Regions from separate parts of the Ovis aries genome. Here region 1 is linked to region 2. Evidence: chromatin contacts called from public Hi-C data. All regions are on one chromosome and are shown on one strand. Each heading gives the region's core, a stretch centred on a gene start, on an enhancer-like site or on the middle of the called end of the contact. The rest is flanking DNA. Distances are from core to core; before and after follow the strand shown. Region 1 overlaps PRKAG2 (protein kinase AMP-activated non-catalytic subunit gamma 2). Region 2 overlaps PRKAG2 (protein kinase AMP-activated non-catalytic subunit gamma 2).

What was found. Hi-C and Micro-C count contacts between places; a contact is called where the count stands out from the background.
Region 1: a contact with region 2 is called in a Hi-C map of skin fibroblasts, with 1.8 times the contacts expected there. The contact joins two enhancer-like sites. A contact is called at or near these places in 8 of 16 Hi-C or Micro-C datasets (liver, mixed tissues, muscle and 4 more).

The regions. Positions count from the first base shown.
Region 1 is chr4:115,890,947-115,897,824 of ARS-UI_Ramb_v3.0, reverse strand. All of the region lies in intron 3 of PRKAG2 (protein kinase AMP-activated non-catalytic subunit gamma 2), which reads left to right. Among named protein-coding and RNA genes, the nearest start is that of PRKAG2, 130 kb to the left of the region's middle. Within about 2 kb of position 4,069, at least 11 of the 54 cell types and tissues checked have an H3K27ac peak or open chromatin away from gene starts, as enhancers often do.
Region 2 is chr4:115,762,868-115,770,643 of ARS-UI_Ramb_v3.0, reverse strand. All of the region lies in intron 5 of PRKAG2 (protein kinase AMP-activated non-catalytic subunit gamma 2), which reads left to right. Among named protein-coding and RNA genes, the nearest start is that of RHEB, 89 kb to the right of the region's middle. Within about 2 kb of position 3,958, at least 17 of the 54 cell types and tissues checked have an H3K27ac peak or open chromatin away from gene starts, as enhancers often do.

The DNA.
Region 1 (6,878 bases), core at 2,820-5,319, 130 kb before region 2:
CTCGTCAGCGACGGATGAGGTTTTCACTTCTCCACATCCCCTCCAACACTTGCCGCTTTCCGTCTGTGGTTGCTGTTAGTACTATTGCCTTCCTAGTCGATTGGAAGTGGCATCTCGTTGTGGTTTCGATTTGCTGTTCTTTAATGACATAGACTATCTTTTCATGTGCATGTCTTCTTTGGGAAAATGCCTTATCGTTTTTATCTGGGTTGTCTTTTTTGTTGTTGAATTGTAGGAGTTCTTTATATATTCTGGATACTAGACACTTAGCAGATATATGATTTGGAGATATTTTCTTCTTTTCTGTGGGTTTTTTCACTCTCTTAATAGTGTCCTTTGATGTGCATAAAAATGTCTTAGTATTTATTTACTTGACTACGTTGGGTATGCGGGATCTCTTATTTATTGATTTGGCTGCACTGGGTCTTATTTCCCGCACGCGGGGTCTCTAGATGCGGCCTGGGGACTCTTGGTTGCGACACAGGGGATCTAGCTCCCTGAGCAGGGATGAAACCTAGGCCCCTGCATTGGGATTGTGGAGTCGTAGCCACTGGACCACCAAGAAGTTCTGAAAAATTTTTAATTTCAATGACAGCAAGCTTTTGATGACCAGAATTACTTAGTGTGCTGCTCCTTGGTGCCTGGCCCCTAGAGAGCCTCAGACCTGTTGGCGTGAAGAATGGGGAGCAGGGCCCCAGGAGGTGGCTGCCCCTGACCACGGGTCGCTGATTCCAGGAATGAGCCTCTCCAGGGAGAATGAGAGGCCAGGCCAGGCCGGCGGACGAGGGCATTGTCACAGGGTCCCTCACCTCGTCAGGAAAGGCTGGCTGAGAGTCTGACAGTCCCTTAAAGTCTTGAGTGAGGGGAGAGGAAAAACAGCAAGTTCTCTGGAGCATCCATGTCTTCCGACCCTCAGTAAGCTTTCCTGCTTGACCACAGGGAGGCAGGTTTCCTCCGAGCATTTCTGTTTGGTGGTGAGGGCTAGAAGGCCTCCTTCTCTTCCCATGCCATCCTCCTCACCCTCTGACGCCAGAGGACCCCCAGCCAGCCCCAGGTCCCTAAAGGCCAGGAAGCTGGGCTCTAGAACCCTGGTGAATGGCAAGGTCTCTTAGGTTGTCCCCAAGGACAGGTTGGGCTAAAATGAGAGCCGATGGCTCAGGAGAGGTGCTGGTTCCAACAGTGTCCCTCATCTTTTTCTGATAAAACAATTGCCTTAAAAGGTGCTTTGCTGATTTTTTCTTTTCTGCTGAAGACACTAATCACCGTTTGTTCGATTTTGTTGTTGTTTTTCTTTTGTTTTCTCTTCTTTACATTTTACTTTTCAGTGAAGTAGTTCAGTTGCATGGTTTTCAAAACAATAAAAAATCAAGGAATGCAAAATGATCGGTATGGGAAGGTCCCAGCCCCACTCCTCCAAAACCTCATAAAGGACCTCTTTAAATTATGTCCATCTTCAACTATTGTACCGTTTATTGGTGGCGGACCTTGCATGTGGTCTTATCACAGTGGCGGATGAATACTCTCTTCCCCACGTCTTCCTCAATTCCCCTCTGTTCTCCTTTTTTTTTTTTTTTTTAATTAATCAATCTTTACTTTTTATCACCCCGTCAGGAATCTTTTTAGGCATTTTTAATCACCCCCTTATAATTTTAATAAGACAGATATAGTACATATTACTAATGTGTTGCATGAGACTGTGCTTTGTATGTAAAAAGAGGCTGTCCCCCAGCGCCCTAAGCCAGTTTTCACCCTCTTAGAGACAGTATTGCCCCCAAGGAGAATGATGTGATTTGAGGTGAGAAATGTCAGTGATTATGGCAAGATCCGATTCACTGGGGGTAAGGCCCATCTGAATCAACAAACGATCTAGATTATAGGATTTTTTAAATATTTGGTCAACCTAGCGAAATGAACCAGCCATGGAAATGAACTTCCTAGACATCAGAAACGTAAGCCTTTGAGCACCCAAACCTGCATTTTCAAGTGTTTGGTGGCTCAGACACTTTGTAGTTTTCTTATTTGAAAGATGCTAAATAGCATCTCACTCTTTATTGATGACTTGGGGTCCTGACCAGATTCCCTGGGATGGATGCATCCCGCTGCCCCTGAGGTGTGAAGACTGTGTGTAGACTTACGGACTGAAGGACGTTTTTTGGGTAAATTTTGGCCGTGCTGCGCGGCACGTGGGATCTCAGTTCCCTGACTAGGGATTGAACCTGCACCCCTGCATTGCAAGCGGAGTCTTAACTGCAGGGGGACCAAGGAAGGGCTGAACTTCCGGCCACCCTGCCCCCAGCCCTTCCTTCCATGTACCTGCTGCATGCTTTGCGGTGGAGTTTTGCCTTGAACAGCACCCAGGCTCTCCCCGATCGAAACTCGCTGCTAAGAAACCGGGATTCTTTGTGCGTGTTGTTTGAAATGAGTAAATGATCAGGAGGAAAGTCCCTTGGCTCCCCATTCGAGAAATGCAGTGCCTTTGGCTCGTGAGCGGGGGTTCTGTCCGAGTACCTCTGACTCAGTTCAGCTGGAAGAGGAACTGCAGACATGTGGTACCGTCAGTTCAAGTTCAAGTGCCCCACACTGTCCCCCATGCAGGGCCCCTGCCCCAGCTGCCGCCAAGCAGAGGTGGCCTCGGAGACGGGCTCTCCAGGTGATACCCTGTGAGGCACATGACAGCCCTCTGGGTTGGGTTAAGGCCCTGACGATGCCGTTTGGTGTTTAAAATGCTTGAGGGCTGACAGGGTATTTTTCCTACTTTAAAACCCTGTGACATGGGCTCAGGCTGTATTGTGATTTATTTTTCTTATGGGAGAAATGAGGGAGAAGAAACAGCGACTCAGAACTGACCCCGGTAATTGCGTTGCTGCGGTGTCTGACTCAAGTCTTATGAACCTTTCTGTGTATTGTCTCGTTGGGGAATATATGTCACGATTCAGAAGGGACAGCTCAAGGCAAACCTCCCCCCAGGCCTCATATTCTAAGCTAGTGGTTTCCAGCTGAAGGAAGTGCCGAAGCAGGAGGGGTTTTCCTACATGCTCAAGTTGCTTCAGTCATGTCCCACTCTTTGTGGCCGCCTGGACTGTAGCCCGCCAGGCTCCTCTGTCCTTGGGATTCCCCAGGCAAGGGCACTGGAGTGGGTAGCCGTGCCTTCCTGCAGGGGATCTTCCCGACCCAGAGATCGCACCTGCCTCTCTTGGGTCTTGTCTCCTGCATTGGCTGAAGACAGATTCTTTACCACGGCGACACTTTTCAAATTTCTCCTGAAAGCCCTGGATTCCAGAAAATGGAGAGGGTGCCTAGTTGCCTGGGAGATGAGGGGCCGGGTGGACCACCGTCTGGCTTTCTGCCGAGCCTGTGCGTTCACGGGTCTTCACCCTTGCACAAGGGTTTTACACATTCCGGTAGCCCTCTGACCTCCCTAAGACATAACTTAGAGGAAGAAGTAAACACAAAAGCCAGACACTCAACCTCTAGACCCTATGGAATCTGGTGTTTGCAAGCCTTGCTCTGTGACCTTGAGTCCGGGGTTCACCCTGGGACCAATTTGAAACCTGGAGTCAGAGCAAATCGCATCAGCTCTTGTCTTTGGTGCCACAGAGCCTTTGGCCTGGTGAGAGACCCCCGGGGAACTATAGGGCCCATGAGAAGGGATTTCAGTGAAGCACACACTGGGTCCTTCCGTGGGGCATTAGATTTTAAGAACACCCAGGGACTCCCTACTGTTGGGGTGCTGTACTTTGGCATGCTGAAAATCATGACTGCCATTGGTGTTTGCTTTTTTCTGTCCTTTTCGGTGTTTGTTTAAATCAAGCTACCCCCGATGTCACTGGGCTTAGATGCCACTGGTGTGACTTGAACTGTTCCAAGTTGAGGTGGTTTGTCTTTGCCAGAAAAATCACCCTCTTGTCGCTCCGAGTTCCGGGAGGAGCCGAGAGGTATATGTGACGGTAGGCGTGCTGGGCGACATGTGGGCGCCCGGGTCAGGGCGGGGACGGTCGCCTGGGAGCCTCGGCCTCACAAACAGCTCTGGGGACGAGGAAAGGAAGCCCCGGAGAGGTGACACACAGTCTCACTCAGAGTCAAGTGCTGCGGTGACCTTTAGAACTTTCCATGAAATCCGACACTGTATTTTGCAACCACCGGAGAGTGCCAGCAACTCTGTGCTCCCGGGCGTGTGGCCCGCCCGCCGCTCCGAGGGTCCCCCCCACCCCCACCCAGAGCCTCTTACATAACTGGGGTTTGGTTTGGCCCATGGCCTCTGAGGGGTCCAGTGCTTTTCAGGTACCGTCACGTGACCCACAAAGCTTCCGGGTGCATTGGCAGTGGGTCTGTCTTCCTTTCCTTTTCCAACATGGAACCCAGAAGAGGCATCCTGGCAGGGCGGGGTGTGTGTGGGGAGGGGTCCGTACCATGAGATGAGAGTGAAAGAGTGAAGCCGCTCGCTCACGTCCGACTCTTTGCGACCCCATGGACCATACAGCCCATGGAATTCTCCAGGCCAGAATACTGGAGTGGGTAGCCTTTCCCTTCTCCAGGGGATCTTCCCAACCCAGGGATCGAACCCAGGTCTCAGGGGGGAGCAAACCGGCAGGGTGCCAGTCCAGCTGTGCCGCTGGTCCCCGGAGGGGGATCTTGGGCAAATCATTTCGCTTCTCTGAACCTCCGCATGTTCTGCTTCTTAAACCAAGTCGTGAGGGCTGGCCTCCCTGCCTCACGGCGTGGCCGAGGAGAACTTTGGGAAGGCCCTGGTCTACACGAGGTGCGCCTGCCTGCCGGCAGCCCTCCTCAGCCCTGCAGGCCTGGACCGGGGGCCCAAGGTGAGGGTGTGTCTGGACACGGGGGTGACAAGCAGGACAGGTCTGCACGGAGTCTCAGCCCCCCAACCCAGCCTCTCATCCAGGCCTCTGGTGACCGTCTCCGTGAAACGGAGTAAACGGTCTCTGCCCATGTGTCTGCTGCTGACCCGGGAGGCCCACTCCCGCAGCACAGGGGACAGAGGCCGAACCAGGAGGCAGCTCTGCCCAGTAAAAGGGTCCACCCTGGGCTTTCTGCCGGAGCCCCGGTAGGACTTGTCAACTGGCCATGTGGACACTGTGGTGGATGCTCAGCATCCTTTGGCCCCTCTGCCTGCCCATCCCCAGCGTGTGCAGCAGAAGGCCCTGACTGCAGAGACAGTGGCCGTGGAGTCAGGCCCACTGTCCCCACCCCTATCAGAAGGCCAGGCCAGCCAGGCTCCCTGAGGAGCAGTCCACCCTTCCCTGGATTCCCAGCTGTCACGCAATAATAACAGTAAGGAGAAATGAGAAATGTTCAAGGCCTGAACCTCTCTCGGCGGTGGAGCCTGCTCTGAGTGCCGAGTGGTGTGCTGCCCTCCTGGAGTTCACTCAAACTCACGTCCATCAAGTCGGTGATGCCGTCCAACCATCTCATCCCCGGTCACCCACTTCTCCTGCCCCCAATCTTCCCCAACATCAGTGTTATTTCCAATGAATCAGCTCTGATGTGAAGTATTGGCCGAAGTATTGGAGCTTCAGCTTCAGCAACAGTCCTTCCAGTGAACACCTAAGACTGTCCCCCTTTAGGATGGACTGGTTGGATCTCTTTGCAGTCCAAGGGACTCTCAAGAGTCTTGTCCAGCCCCACAGTTTGAAAACTGCCCTCATTACATGGTCCTAGTCCAGGCTTCTGGGTATAGCACCAACCAAGAGAGTGATTTGTATAATATGCTCCAGAAATACATTTTAAACACACTTTTCAGGACTTCCCTGGTGACCCAGTAGTTAAGATCGACACTTCCACTGCCAGAAGAGTGGGTTCTGTCCCCGGTCAGGAAACAAAGGTATCCAAGTGCCACGTGGTGGGGCCAAACGAAATAAACACAGTTCCATCTTGGAAGCCACTGGTTCCTTCTTTTTCAGCCCTTCCCTTTAAAAAATCCCCCAAGTGTGGAAAGCATTCCATGAGGAGGTGTTCTTGCCGGCTGAATCACGATCGCGTGAAGGGGCTTCACCTCTTGTTCATTTGGGACCATCAGCTGCGGAAACCGTGACGAAGGGGTGTTTGGTCTTCCCGACAGTGGCCACCGCTCCCAGCCCCGAGGTCGGATGTCCTGAAGGACGTGTGCTCGTCACTCCACCTGCAGCCTGGGTGTCGCCTCATCCTTATGTATCTGCACTCGTCTCAGTTGTGCGAAAGTGTTGTCCCAAGTTAAGGAGTATCAGGCAAATACGAATCGAACAGGGAGACACAGTGGTAAGAGAGCTGATTGTAAAACGTCTGGGAATTCTGCGAGCCCGTCCGTGCCCATCAGTGCCCTGAGATGGATCAAGGCGGGAGGTTTGCACCACAGCAGGTGGCAGCCCCTACGGCTTAGTCCTCCCTGCCCCCCACCCCACCCCAGTCCCCCCTGAGCCCCCCACCCCACCCCAGCATTTCCCGCAGGCCCTGCACCTCCACCCCGGAAGTCCAGTGTCTCCGCAGCCTTCGTCTCTGCTCCTGGGTGAAGCTGTCCCTGGGAAGAGCATTTTGAGTGAGACCAAAGGCACATGACAGTGGAGTCCGGGGCTCGCTGGGGCCTTGTATCCGTAGTCAAGGTCGTCGCGTCTGGCATCACTTGTTCTGTTGTTGTTGGCTGCTCAGTTGTGTCTGACTCCTTGCGACCCCGTGGACTGCAGCACACCAGGCTTCCCAATCCTTCTCATCTCCCGGGCTTGTCTTAGAGCTGCAGTTTAACCCTGCTCCCCAGCTCCGTCCATCCAGAGCTCCCCAGGGTCCGTCCTGTGGGACAGAGAACTGTTCTGGGCCTCAAACGACTTTTTGCTCCATCAGGCCAGTTCTACTGTGTCTTTCCAGAATATTCTGTGGCCATCTCAGTAACA
Region 2 (7,776 bases), core at 2,709-5,208:
GTTTTTATCAATGAATCTTTCTTAGAGAGATTCTTCTCAACACAGGTTAGGTTTTTTTCCCTTACTTGAGATTTATTAATTATGTTACATTTTTCAAAGCAGATATATAAGCCTTTTCTCTTCAGCATTGTTTCTGCCAATGGAGTGAAAGTAAAATGTTAAACCTAAGCGTCTAAGGAAAGGAATTTCCCATTTTCACCCGTCTGCTTTTATCTATATTGCTGTCATTACTTTAAAGCATGCTGAACCCCACAAATAACCCTGTCAAACTTTTCTGGATTCTTAAGAAGGCAAAATGTTAAATAGCAGTTTCTTGGAAGCTGTCAGCCAAGCTGGAAGGGATAGTGTTGGCGTGCTAGTCTCAAATGCTGCTCTGTTTCTTTTGAACTTCAGATTGCTTATTCATCCAAAATACAGAAAAAGTGAATATCAAGCAGAATCTTACGTTTATATGGGGGAACAGTGAGTCCTAACAGACATTACACCTTTAAGTATCCTGTGAGCTGACTTGTTAGCAGCCTACATAATACATGGCTATTGAGTAGATCCTCATTTCATCTTCCAGCTCCCTTCTTATTCACCTAATGTCCTCCTTCGTGCATTGTGATCTGGAGGCTTTCCTTAGATGGAGATACATTTGGGATACACCGAGACACTTGATTACTAGTGTTTTTGTTACCAGGTGTTTTTCTCTTTCCTAATAGATTATAACAGATACTCTGTTAGAAACAAAATTGGCAGCATTAGTGAAGCTGGAGTCATCTCTTAAAATACTCTTTGCCTCTGGGAAAAAAGAACAAATTGGACCTCAGTCTCCCCTGTGTTGTTGTTCAGGTCCTCCTTTGCCTGGGTTCTGACCCCAGCTGCCCACCCATTTCTTACTCTCATGCCCTGACAGAGGGACCTTTCCAGAGCATGAATTGACAGCGCCATTCCTTTACAGGAAAAATCTTTACCACTTTTCTGTGTCTATATATAGAATACACGCAGACTTTTCATCTGCAGCCTCCCCGCCTCTTCCCAGCCATGCACACGAGAGACTAGAGAGCTTGCTTTCTGTGCATGAGAGAGCTTATCAGAAGGCAGATTCGAGTTCTCTGCTTCAGGGAGTAGGGGGTGGGCCTGGGAGTCTGCATTTCTGCCAAGCTCCCAAGTGCGGCTGTTGCTGCCTCACACATGGAGTCATCAGGCTGTAGAACCAGCTTCAGCAATCTCCTTCTGTCAAAAACTAGATGGTCTCCGTCTAGGTCACAACAACTCAGCCCGCCCGGACCGCCGCAGAGCAGCAACGCAGTCCCACTGGCAGGGCTGGCGTTCCAGCCAAACTTTGTTTACAGAAAGAGGCCAGGTTGGGCCCACAAGCAGAGTTGGCCAGCCCCCTGTTCTGTGACTCCTCGCAGTCCCAGTGACTCAGGGTTTACATCCTTTGGAGGGTGAGGCCTTCTCTCGCTATGTCCTCCAGCTGCCAGCATTACCACTGTGTACATCCTGTCTCATGCCGCCACCATCACAGCTCAGCCAAGGTCTCACCCTCTCAGAGTCCCTCCCAAAGCCCTTCTGTGCGTGCGTGCTTAGTCACTCAGTTGTGTCCCAACTCTTTGCAACCCCATGGACTATAACCCACCAGGCTCTCCTGTCCATGGGATTCTCCAGGCAGGAGTATTGGAGAGGGTAGCCTTTCCCTTCTCCAGGGGATATTCCCAGCCCAGGGAAATCGAACCCAGGTCTTCTGCATTGCAGGCGGATTCTTTGCTGTCTGAGCCACCAGGGAAAACCAGAGCCCTTCTGTTTTCTCCACAATCCCGCCTCCCCTTCCCAGCTCATGACACAGTGGTGCACCATGGGTGCTCAGCTGTATTCTGGTGACTACACCCAGGGTTTATGGTTCCTTTATGGGAGCAATGGGAGGATGGGATGATTCAGGATCTGCAAAGTGCTGAGAGCGGCGCTTAGCGCTCAGCAGTTACATTATGTGTTCGCTTTTCAAATGTTTTATTGCATCAGTCATACCTGTTTGTTTTTATCAAGGTTAACTGTGTAGAACTTATTTAACAACAAGACCAAGCACCGCCGTAAGCACCTGAACACAGCCCTCGAATGCTTTCTCCAGTAAATGATGCTGTTGTTCAGTGGCTCAGTTGTGTCCAACTCTTTGCGACCCCATGGACTGCAACACACCAGGCTTCCCTGTCCTTCACCATCTCCCAGAGCTTGCCCAAACTCATGTCCGTTGAGTCGGTGATGCCATCCAACCATCCCATCCTCTGTCGTCTCCTTCTCCTCCTGCCTTCAATCTTTCCCATCTTCGGGGTCTTTTCCAATGAATCAGCTCTTCGAATCAGGTGGCCAGAGTATTGGAGCTTCAGCTTCAGCAGCAGTCCTTCCAATGAATATTCAGGGTTGAGATTATCCATGATTAACAAACCTATGATTCTGGCACCATGTCAAGAATGTTACAGCCCCTGGAAACTATCTGTGTTATCTCCTCGCCCTCTTCTCACCGTTCCAGCTGTCGCGGCCTCTCCAGTTATTTCAGGCTTTGAGTAGCTCACCGTGTGGGTTCGTCCCACCGTCTCACTTCTGTCCACTCACCTCTCCCCTGTTCCCTTACTCTCTGCTGCTTCCTTCGCAGTCCTCTCTCTGAGCTATTCCTTCTTCACCTGCAAGGAATTCCTCAAAGGATAGTCTTTTCAGGACTTGCCTCCAAACTCATTTTCCTAGCAAGACTGATCAACATAGTCTGCACGGTGAAAACTAGTTAAGAAGTGGATGGGAAAAGTAAAAGCGAGAGGGAAAGTACTATTTTTCAGTCAGGAGTCTGGTAACCTGAGGCCCCATTCTGTAATGAGGCAGCTGTGGTCTTGGATGATCCTAGTCTCTCCAGGTGTTGTTTGTCTTGTTGTTATTGTTGCTGCTGTGGGTTTTCTCTGTAGAATGAAGCCCAGCACTTGGCAAACATGTGCTTTTCCTTCTAGCCTGAAAATACGACCTAGAACGACCAGCAGCTACTCTTCAGAAACCAGAAATGTACATTCAGTCAAACTCGCTCATTCTCAACGGGAGGATGTTGCTGTGATGAGGATGTTGCTGTGATGTGAGCAGAGATTGGTTCTTGTTGGGGGACAAAAAAATCTTAGGTACCATAGTGGTTTCTGGCTCTCCAAAGGGCCCCTGAATGGATATACAGTGTGTTTGCAGTATTCAAGTTTCATGGGGTAGGACAGTTAAGGGGACGGGCACCTGTGGATAACGAGAAACACTGCTCTTTCTTAGAAAGAACATCCTCCTGTGCATTTATATCCCTTTATCACTTAGCCTTGATAGCAGATCGCCCAGGAGGCTCGGCTGTGTCCACTTGGTTCACTGACTGGTGTGAAGGGTGCTGACCTCTGGTGGTGACAGGCCGATGATCACAGCTCGGTCACTGGCCAATCGCCTCGTAGTATTGGAAGGCTCTGATGACCTGCCATCCAGACTCTGCCCTTCCCTACTGAGACTGCAACTTACCTTCCGCAAGAGAGTGACTGTGTCTTGATTATAAAAATAGTTACAGCTGTATGAAATATTCACAGTGAAACATTTTCTTTCCTGGCTGGCCCCATATTTGAAAGTTTGCCATATTTAATAGATTTTAGGTGTACATTTTAAAGTCTCTGAAGTCAGGCTATAACTTCACATTTGATGGTATCTTAGATTTGATGAGGTAGAAGAGCAGAGGTTCTGTTATCTGAAACCCCCCGCCAATCCTTTAAACAAGAGGGGAGTTCACAGCAGGGTTTGGGGATCTGAAAGCAGGACCAGCCACTGGGCTTCACAAGTAACCGAGGAGTCACCAGGAGCCGAGGTGGGGCTGAGTCATCTCCGGGATGAAAGGATCGCCATGACCTTCCCTCTCAGGACTGGCTCTGTCTGCTCTGTGGTGGGCGCCTGGCAGCCCCAGCCAATAGCTGGCAGGAGTCCAGGCCGGTGAGTCAGACCGTGTGCTCGCTGGCCGGGTGGCTCCATCCTACAGCTCTGCAGTGGGGGCGGAAGAACCCTTGTGAAGTTGTCATACTAGGACCCCGGGGACTTTCCATCTTACCTGTGAAATGAAAAGTGGAAGAACCTTTGTGTCCTTTTTCTGGTTTATAGTAACTGGTGTGTACTAAGTATATTAAGACACTGTTGTAAATCTTTTACGTTGATCTCATCTAATCCTCAGAGCAACTCTATGAGTTAAATATTTTTATCATCCCTGTTTTATAGAGGGGGACATTAAGAGGGTTGAGAGGTTAAGTAAGATACCTCAGGGGATAAATCTGAGAAGGTGGGGTCACCAGGTTTCAAACATGGTCGTTAGGCTCACTGCACGGGCTCCAAGCCAGCCTGCATTCCCAACAGGAAGTAGTCCCTTATCCAGAAACCCACTTTCCACACCCTCACCTCCCATCCCTTCTTCAGCCCCTTTCCGCCTCTCCACCCGAGCTCCCCAAGGTGATCCTTTGTGGCTCCGTTCTGCAAACTCCAGCGGACACTTAGTCCTCTTCTCATTTTGAGCTCTTAGTAGCCGTCCCCAGAGACAACCTCCGCCCCCTTCTCCCACGGAACACTCCGGGTGCACTCCTCATCCTTGTCTTCTCAGTGGTTCTCCTCTTTTTCCTTTTTTGGTTCTGTTCTGTTTTGTAGTAGCAGGTGGAGTGAGGTCTGACTCACGCAGACATTAGATATGGGACCCGGCTCTGCCCAAAGCCCCCCTTGTCTTCTCCTCCTGTCCTCTCCCCTAGACAGTCCTACTCACTCCCAGGGCTGTAATTACCCCCTGCCTGTTGCCCAGTGTTCTAATCCCGTGTATTTAATTACAGGATGCTTTAATAACCGATGACGCTCCGCAGTTATCTCCAGCCACATCTCTTCTGAGTATCCGGTTGCCTATTGGATGTCTCCACCTGAGGCACCACCACCTCTCTCACCCATCCTCCCGCTCCCCTCTTCTGTTTTCTCCTCCAGCCTGATTCAGTAAATGGGCACTGTGTCCCCCTGGTTTTTGGCTTTGTATTTTAACAAGAATGATGTTGAGCCCTGCCTCTCTCACCCCCACATCCAAGCGATCTGTCCTCTCCCCGTCACCTCCTGAATCCCTCCCGTATGTCACTCTGCCATGTCACCTCTCTGCTGACTGTTAAACAGCCTGATCACCCAGCATGCACTCTGGCCCCCTTCAGTCAACTCGACAGGCTGCAGTTAGCGATACTTTCTGAAAACATGTGTCTAATGGCATCATTTCCACGCTTACAAGCCTTCTCCGGCTTCCTCTGCCCTTAGGCAGGACTCCGGTCTTCTCCCCGTGTTCTCTGCCCTTCCATTCTGCCTGCCTCACCTCACACCACTCTTCTCCAGGCCTCCTGCACGTTCCTCAGCTTTGTTATCTGCGCCTTCTGGACTTCAGGTGGGCTGTCCCCACTCCCTGGGTGGTTCTTCCCTGTCCTCTGAGCCACCCACTGGCTTTCTTCAGGTCTCAGCCTAAATGTCACTCCCTCAGGAAGAGCAACTTTCCAGAATCCCCAGACCAGCCTTCCCACCTTATGTCATGACCCCACCTGGTTGACGGGGCTGTTCAGGAGAAATGTGTTTGTTCACGTTTCCTTGCCATTGTGTAAGCCCTGTGAGGACAGGGCTGAAAACTTGCTATTTGCCAGGTCTCAGAGATACCATGATAAACAAGACCTCGTTTCAGTAAATAGTTGTCACATACGTGAACTCATAGTTTTGGGAGCTTTAACTTTTACTCTGGCACGTGGGCTCAGTGTACTTCAGTGGTTAATGTTATTTCTTATGAGGATATAAAGGCATTTCTATTAAAGGCAGTGAGGAAGCCCCCTTGCCAAGTTGATGTGTGCTAATCTAAGAGCAGTGACAAGGCAGAGGTGAGGTGACCTGGGTGTACCTCCAGGTGTGCCGAGACTCCCGCTGCTGAACATGAGATCAGGGTGGACTCTGTCCGGAACAGCTTCAGAGGCAGTCATGGAAACGTGATGACTTACATAAGCTGGTGTCTCAGGAGAAAGTCTCTTAGATCTCTCTTTTGTGGCTGTGACTGCACTTGTGCTGATGTTAGGGGAGAAGTCCAGCTTCACTCAGATGCTCAAAGGAGAAAGTCCTTTGGTTCAGTTCAGTTCAGTCGCTCAGTCGTGTCTGACTCTTTGCAACCCCATGAATTGCAGCACGCCAGGCCTCCCTGTCCATCACCAACTCCCGGAGTTCATTCAGACTCACGTCCATCGAGTCAGTGATGCCATCCAACCATCTCATCCTCTGTTGTCCCATTCTCCTCCTGCCCCCAATCCCTCCCAGCATCAGTCTTTTCCAGTGAGTCAACTCTTCGCATTCGGTGGCCAAAGTAGTGGAGTTTCAGCTTTAGCATCTATTTGGGAAAGTTTTGGTCAAATTTTAGTCACATCTTAAATCTTTTCACTTGCTGCCTCTGTCCCAGTTAAAGCTGTTTCCTGTGTATCTGAATTTATGTCACATCACTGAGGTTCTGAACTTTGTAGTACCTCATTCATGTTATTTTAGGTTATACTTTGGTCGTTTGTTTTTTTGTAAGTTGTTGTTGTTCAGTTTCTCAGTTGTGTCCGACTCTTTGAAACCTCATGGACTGCAGCACGCTAGGCTTCCCAGTCCTTCACTATCTCCCAGAGCTTGTTCAAACTCATGTCCATCAAGTCGGTGATGCCATCCAACCAACTCATCCTCTGTCATCCCCTTCTCCTCTGCTCTCAATCTTTCCCAGCTTCAGGGTCTTTTCTAATGAGTCAGCTCTTTGCATCAGATGGACAAAGCACTGGAGCTTCAGCATCAGTCCTTCTAATGAATAGTCAGGGTTGATTTCCTTTCGGATTGATTGGTTTGATCTCCTTGCTTTCCAAGGGACTTTGAAGAGTCTTCTCCAACACCACAGTTCGAATGCATCAAGTCGCTACCAGTAGATTGTTTTTCATAGACCATGTATTGTGGAATGTGTACTTGTTTCAGTAAGATCTCAGGAAGACAGACGTCACTTCGTTTGGCTCTTCCTTTCACAATGACTCCTTGAGCTTTGATGCTTACGCATGTGGCCTGTCCCCTCCCCCTTTAAGTTGCATGTGTAATTAGTGCCAAGTAATCAAGAGCATGAGTCAGACCCAGGTTGGAGTCCCACTTCTTCAACTTAAGAGCTGTGAGACCTTAGGCAAGTTATTTCAATCTTCAGTTTCTCTTTGTGAAGCAGGAAGTAGTGATAGCACCCAGCTACATCGGATTATCCGTGCATTAAATAACCTGAATGTAGTGGTACCTGCCCTGTTGTATCGTCTCCACAAATATACTATGGTGATGCCCTTGGAAAGGACCAGAAAGGCAAACGAGCCAAAAGGTAGAATCAGGCCACCATCAGTGCTTCATCCGGTGACTGCGGCTGGCCCAGCGACGGCTTCGGGGTCAGACGTCTCTGCGTGTGACAATCATATGAGTACCGTCCAGTCAGCAGCACCTGTGACCTATCCCATCCCTCAGAATCACTCTGCAGGAAAGATGGTGTCCTCCCCATTTTACAAACGAAGAGATCCAGGCAGAGGGGATGAAGGAACTTGCGGAGCGTCCCGAAGAATGTGATGGCAGTTCTGGCACAGATCTGCTCTAGGCGTGCCCCGTTCGTTCTTCTACACAGACTCCAGCCGCCACCCGGAGTTCCTGTAGCCCCCGCTGGAGAGGCACGTGCTCTCTGACGTACCAACGTACCTGACATACTGACGTGCCTGA